2 separate regions of the Mus musculus genome follow, and region 2 is linked to region 1. The links are chromatin contacts, called in public HiChIP or PLAC-seq maps. All regions are on one chromosome and are shown on one strand. The core of a region is the stretch at or near the end of the contact, and the rest is flanking DNA. Distances in the headings are between cores, read along the strand shown.

Evidence for each region. HiChIP or PLAC-seq counts read pairs in DNA pulled down with a chosen protein or histone mark.
Region 2: a CTCF HiChIP or PLAC-seq map of CD8 T cells shows a contact between it and region 1, with 5 read pairs. The contact joins two enhancer-like sites. A contact is called at or near these places in 1 of 39 promoter capture datasets (hippocampal neurons), 1 of 15 datasets of contacts at CTCF or cohesin (CD8 T cells), 7 of 484 Hi-C or Micro-C datasets (the C10 cell line, bone marrow-derived macrophages, embryonic stem cells and 3 more) and 9 of 115 datasets of contacts at active chromatin or transcription factors (CD8 T cells, T-cell acute lymphoblastic leukemia, effector CD8 T cells and 4 more).

What each region holds. Positions count from the first base shown.
Region 1 is chr14:121,844,886-121,848,092 of GRCm38.p6, forward strand. No RefSeq gene overlaps it. Among named protein-coding and RNA genes, the nearest start is that of Ubac2, 32 kb to the right of the region's middle. Within about 2 kb of position 1,371, at least 6 of the 459 cell types and tissues checked have an H3K27ac peak or open chromatin away from gene starts, as enhancers often do. A contact at or near this core is called in CD8 T cells, where this site is marked.
Region 2 is chr14:122,059,282-122,062,454 of GRCm38.p6, forward strand. No RefSeq gene overlaps it. Among named protein-coding and RNA genes, the nearest start is that of Timm8a2, 26 kb to the left of the region's middle. Within about 2 kb of position 1,595, at least 47 of the 459 cell types and tissues checked have an H3K27ac peak or open chromatin away from gene starts, as enhancers often do. A contact at or near this core is called in CD8 T cells, where this site is marked.

The sequences.
Region 1 (3,207 bases), core at 121-2,620:
CCCATACCCATAGTGCCATGCCTACTCCAAAAAGGCCACACCTACACGAACAGGGTCACTGCCTGGACCAAGCATATACAAACCATCGCAATCATCAACTGTTTGCTATCCTTTTGTTGGGTCCCTTCTTGTTCTCAGGAGGTCTATTTTATATCCTGATAAACTGCAGGATTTGAAGTAAGATTAAGTACAGACAGCCTTCTGCCTACATTGAGTGCATGTCTGGAGAGTCAACCAACTGCAGACCCAATTTGTTTTTAAGATATTTATTTTATTTTATTATGGGTACTTGTGTTTGCCTGCTTATCTGTATGTGCACCAGGTGCATGCCTGAGCCCTCAGAGGTCACAAGAAGGCTCCCAACTATACGTTACCAAGTGGTTGTTGGAAATTGAACTAAGGGTTTGTGCAAGAGCAGTAAGTGCTCTTAACTGCTGAACCATCTCTCAATTCCACCTGTTTTTAACTGCACATATACAGAACACATGCAGAACATTTTTTATTGTCTTCATAGCACAGCAATGATGTACGTACCATTCACATTGCATTAGATATTGTGCGTCATCTAGAGGATACTAAAGTATCCAGGGGGCGTGCACAAGTTAATATGCAAGATGCCTGTTATTGAAATGTTTTCCTTTATACAGCAAGTTAAGATGATTCTCAGGGCTGTAGAGATGACCCAGCAGTTTGGAGCACTTGCTGCTCTTGCGGAGAGCTTGGGTTCTGTTTCCAGCACCTACATGGTGACTCACAACTATTCATATCTTCAGTTCCATGGGACTTAATGCCTTCTTCTGGACTCTGCAGGCACCAGGCATATGCACGGTGCCCATGCACACACACATACATACATTCATGAAAATACTCACATACATAAGATAAAAGTAAATACATCTTTAATAAAGAACTGTTGTAATAAATCTCCAACCCAAATATGCCCTAGTAATGAAAACACAACTCAGTTAATATGAATACATGCTGTGAGCCTAGATTGGGCAGATCTACCACTACACTACCATCTTCTCCATCTATGAGACCCCTTAGAACTTGCGGTTTCTCCTGGCCATGTACTTCTGCTCCACTTTTCTTCTTCCTCCTCCTCTTTTGAGGCTGCTCCCTCTCCCATTTTCTCCTCCACCTTCTGCTCCGCTCCACCTTCCCTCTCTCTGCCCAATCATCAGCTCTCCTCCATTTTACAAATTAAGGTGGGAAGCAGATTTACAGGAATTACCTGAAGGCTGACTTATTCCTTGTTCTCAACCACTCACAGAACAGAATTAACATCAAATACAGTTAGCCCCAGGGCTATCCACAACAAAGATCAAGAAGACAATGACAAAAACAATGGCGGTTTAGACACATACCCACATCAAATGATTGACTAGAACTGACTCTCCATCTGACGATCACTAAGGCTCCTTAAGAGACACATAGTATAGCATATTCGGGTGAACAGCCACCTGAAGTAGGAAAATCCTTTTACCAGACTCTTTTTAAAAAATGTCTTTTGGAGTTATTTTATACCTATCAGTATTTTGCCTGTGTGTACTTATGTACATCATGTGCCTGGTACTTATAGAGGCCATCTGAACCCTGAAACCAGAGTTACAATGGATGATTGTGAACCACCATGTGGGTGCTGGAAACCAAACTTGGGCCCTCGGTGAGAGCAGCAAGTGGTCATGCATACTGAGCCCTCTTTCCAACCCCCTCCTGCCAGACTCTGTCCACCACAGTAACTTTTATACTAAAGCTACCCAGGGACATTTTGGTGGCCATTCTTCATCACTGGCTGCATGAAGAAATAGGTGACTTGGGTCTGGGGAGTCAGTGTTCACAAAGAGGCAGAGAATGCATGGCACTCTGCGCTGTTCTTGTGTTCCAAGCTTCCCTGTGACACGCCTCTGGAAGCATTCTCCTCGTGTTGGGGAAACTTAGAAAAGCAATGGCTACAATGGCAGTTTCTGGGGGAAATGAATAGAAATAAAATAACATCAGCAAAGAAAAATGTTGACAAATCATCTGAGAAAAAAATGAGTGGTGATCTTTATAATTATTTTTAGAGTGAGATAAAATATGGAAAAAGGAAAGCAGCTTTGCAGATCGGCTTTCTCACTTGCTGCATTCCTTGAAGCTCTCAGTGTTACACTCTGGGGAGGTATCTATTTTCTTCCTTCTATTGCTTTAAAAAGGCAGGTCTGAGCCAGCAGCAGTGAAACACACCTTTAATCCCAGCGCTCCGGAAGCAGAGGCAGAGCTCTGTGAGTTCGAGGCTAGCCTGGGTTACAAGTTCCAGGACAGCCAGAGCTACACAGAGAAACCCTGACTCAAGAAAAAAGACAAAAACAAAAAACAATACAAACAAACAAACAAAAATCAAAAAGGCAGGCTTTTCTACACTTCTTTATCTCTCTTTTTTACTAGTACTTGCTTTTTCTCTTAATTGGGTCCACCATGCTTGTCCTGTTTTAAAATTTCAAGCTTTAAATAGATGCTGATATGTGTATCAGCATTTGCATACATACATGTGTGTGCACCACATGTGTGTGCCTAGTGCCTGTGAAAGTCAGACAATGTCAGGTCCTTTTAGTGTCTAACTTAGCAGACCACTAGCTCCCAACAAGCCAAAAGCTCAGATAGCATATTGGGCCAGAGAAATGTCTCCCTACCTCGCTGTAGTTGCCTCTCAGATTGACTCTCCAATGTATTTCAAACTTGCCTTAATTTATGATATTCTCTGTTCTCTAAAACTATAAAAACTTCATGAAACTCTTTCCACGTTGGAACATAGAATTTGGGATAACCCTAAATGGCTCCAGAATGAACTTGCTCATAGTCCCTTTAGGATGAGATCTGTGGTTTTGGCATCAACATGAGTAAGATAACCCTTGACTTTATTGAGTCTACACTCAGGAAAGCAGAAAAGTAGTAGAATCATTCAGAGTAGAAACCAAAGAACGGTCCAAAGAATCTAGACGGTCATCAAAACAGGGTGGAACCATGCTTGGGACTAATCAAGCTGTAGATAGCAAGGGCTACCTTAAACTGTTACCAGGAACTCGGGAAACACCCCAGAGTTTTACTTCACAAGTCCTATCCCAAGTCATAAAAAGTAAATGTATCTATCCTCTGCCTTCCTAAAGGCAAACCGTTATCACCACCAACTACAGCAAGACTGTGAATATTCCCATTGTTCGGTTTCAG
Region 2 (3,173 bases), core at 345-2,844, 210 kb after region 1:
CTTTTCTCATTGTGGTTCTGCTCTATCCTTTACCTGGAGATATACCAAATATGAAGAATATACTTAGGATGGGAAGAGAGGCCCCTTGGTCTTGCTAACCTTATCTGCCCCAGTACAGGGGAACTCCAGGGCCAAGAAGTAGGAGTGAGTGAGTAGGGGAGCAGGGCCGGGGGAGGGTATAGGGGACTTTTGGGATAGCATTTGAAATGTAAACGAAGAAAATATCTAATAATTTTTTTTTAAAAAGAATATACTTAGGAGCAGTTCTGGGTTAAAATTTTGGAGGTGGGTGGGTGGCCCCATCCCTCAACCAGGAGGCCATGCCTAAACTCTGGATATGGTCTTGACAGGTTCTCCCTCCCCTTTGTGGGGTATTTTAGCTAATGTCATCCCTGTAGGGTCCTAGGAGGTTTTTGCTTTCCTGGCATATGGGGCTTTCTGGTTGCTACCCCCAATTCCCCATCCCCCACTGCTACACTCCTCTGCTCAATTTCCTGACCCTCTGTATATCATCCTCGTCTCCTCCCATACCTGATTCTGCCCCTCTTTTCTCCTCCCCGTCTTCTCTTCCTCCCAAGTCCCTCCCACCCTCTACCTCTCTTGATTATTTTGTTCCCCCTTCTAAGTAGGACAGAAGCATCCATTCTTTGATCTTCCTTCCTCTTGAGCTTCATTTGGTCTGTGAGTTGTATTGTAGGTATTCCACAACCTTTGCCTAGTACCCACTTACCAGTGAGTACATACCATGTGTGATCTTTTGTGACTGAGTTACCTCACTCTGGATATTTTCTAGGCCACCCACCCATCTCCAGAATTTTAACCCAGAATTGCTCCTGTCTAAAGGAAAAACAGGGGAAAAGAGTGGAGCAGAGACTGAAGGAAAGGCCATCCAGAGACTGACTGCCCCATCTGGGGATCCATCTCACATGCATACACCAAACCGAGACACTATTGCAGATGCCAAGAAGTGCTTGCTGACAGGAGGCTGATACAGCTGTCTCCTGAGAGGCTCTGCCAGATCCTGACCAATACAGTTGCGGAGGCTCACAGCCAGCCATTGGACTGAGCACAGGGACCCCAATGGAGGAGTTAGGAGAAGGACTGAAAGAGCTGAAGGGGCCTTGTCTGGCATCAATGGGAGAGGAGGCCCTTGGTTCTATGAAGACTTGATACTCCAGTGTAGAGGAATGCTAGGGCAGGGAGGTGGGAGTGGGTAGGTGGCGGGGGGGGGGGGGGGGGGGAGCACCCTCATAGAAGCAGGGTAAGGGGGATGGAATAGGGGGGTTTGCAGAGAGGAAACCAGGAAAGAGGATAACATTTGAAATGTAAATAAATAAAATAAAATAACACAATAAAACAAAAAAGAATATGAACATAAAAAAAGAATATACTTAAATGTGCAAGCACACACACAAACACACACCCCAGACTTCCCTAACAGCCTAGCAAACACGCAGTTAGCAGCTAATATTGCCACAGATAAAGTCTGGCCTTTAGAACCTGAAGTGGAGATCCAGGATACACCCTGAGGCACCCAGGCATGCAACTTTAGACTGCCCCCAAGGGGAAGTACCAGATTGGCTTTCTCAATACTTTGGGTTCATCCTATGCCCCCTGGTGGCAGAAACAGAGCATGGCGGGCACACTGTGAGAAGGCAGCAGATTCTCCTTGGTTAGCCGTATTTTTAGTGTAATTGGTTGACTATTGTAGTTGTGATGGTAATGTAATATCAGCTTGTAGCCTGGCAGTGTGCTGGGGAAGTCTTCTATAAGCCTCCTTTCACAAATCAGTTACAACAGGCTGAGCAGCTAAGACAACTTTCTGTATTGTAAATGACTAGGATTTGGTTGCAAGCACCCAGCCAGCAGTTCATAACCATCTGTAACTACAGTTCAGAGGATCCAAGGCCTGTTTTGGGGCCCTCACACCTATGTCTATACAGTACACATATGTGTGCTACACACCGGTACTGCACACACTTGACACATGCAGACAAAACACTCATATACATAAAATAAAAAATAAATTTATTTTTTTTTCAAGACAGGGTTTCTCTGTGTAACCTTGGCACTCTTGGAACCCTGTAGACCAGGTGGGCCTCAAACGCAGAGATCTGCCAATGTCTGCCTCCTGAGTGCTTAGGTCAAAGGCACGTGCCGCCGCCACCCAGCTAAAATAAATTTAAAATCTTAAAAAAAAATACTCTAAGAACTTCATTGGATGAATTTCCATATATAGACTAGAAAGCTGTTTCTCAGGATGAGTCACACAGCTTAGGAAACAGGCCAGAACTTCACTACAGGGCTAATCCCTTGCTCTTAGCCACTGACCCCACGAGGCAACAACAACAGTATTTCTCTAAAGCGAGCTCTGTGTGGATTCTTTGCAAAGAAAATTATTTTTAGTTAATGAAGTCTACTGGGGTATAGCTTAATGGTACAGTACTTCACTGGCTCAACTTAGAGCAGTGGAATGAAAAGGATCCTCCATTTGAGAGACTGAAGTAGTGACACAGTAGAGATGGTGACCTTTGACAGCCCAGGGCAGACCCTGCAGAAGCCCAGGGCTCCCATGGAGAAAGCCAGTCCAGGGACACACTGGGGCTCCCACAGAGAGAGCCAACTGAGGGCACACTGCTCTCTCAGCTGCCCAGGCTAGTCTTGAACTTACTCTGTACCCTAGGCGGGCACTGAATTTGTGATCCTCCTGCCTCAGCTTCCTGAGTAGCTGAGAGTACAGACCTGAGCCACCAGACCTGGCCATTTTCTTAGATCACCACCAAAAAATAAACAGAACTAAACTGTCAGGAAATGCCTCCTGACAAGACACCACGTTCATTCATCACTGGGATATCACAGCCGGGATCACAGCTGATCCAAACACTTCAAATAGACTGCAGGATCTGTCTGGTCCATAACATGAGTGAAGGACTTTGGCAGCATTGCAACTGCAAGAATCCAGTGACATATGAAGCTGGGGATTCAGGCAAAGACATCCTGGGCTATGTGCCTGCCATGTAGCCACCACCAGAGAAACTCTTACACATCAAAAATAAGTTAGTAAAGATCACCCAGAGCTGAGCACAGTGGTGGTAGAATAACATCCCTTTAATCCCAGCACTCAGGAGGCAGAAGCAGGTGGTTTTGATTTGAGGACAGCCTGGCCTACAGAA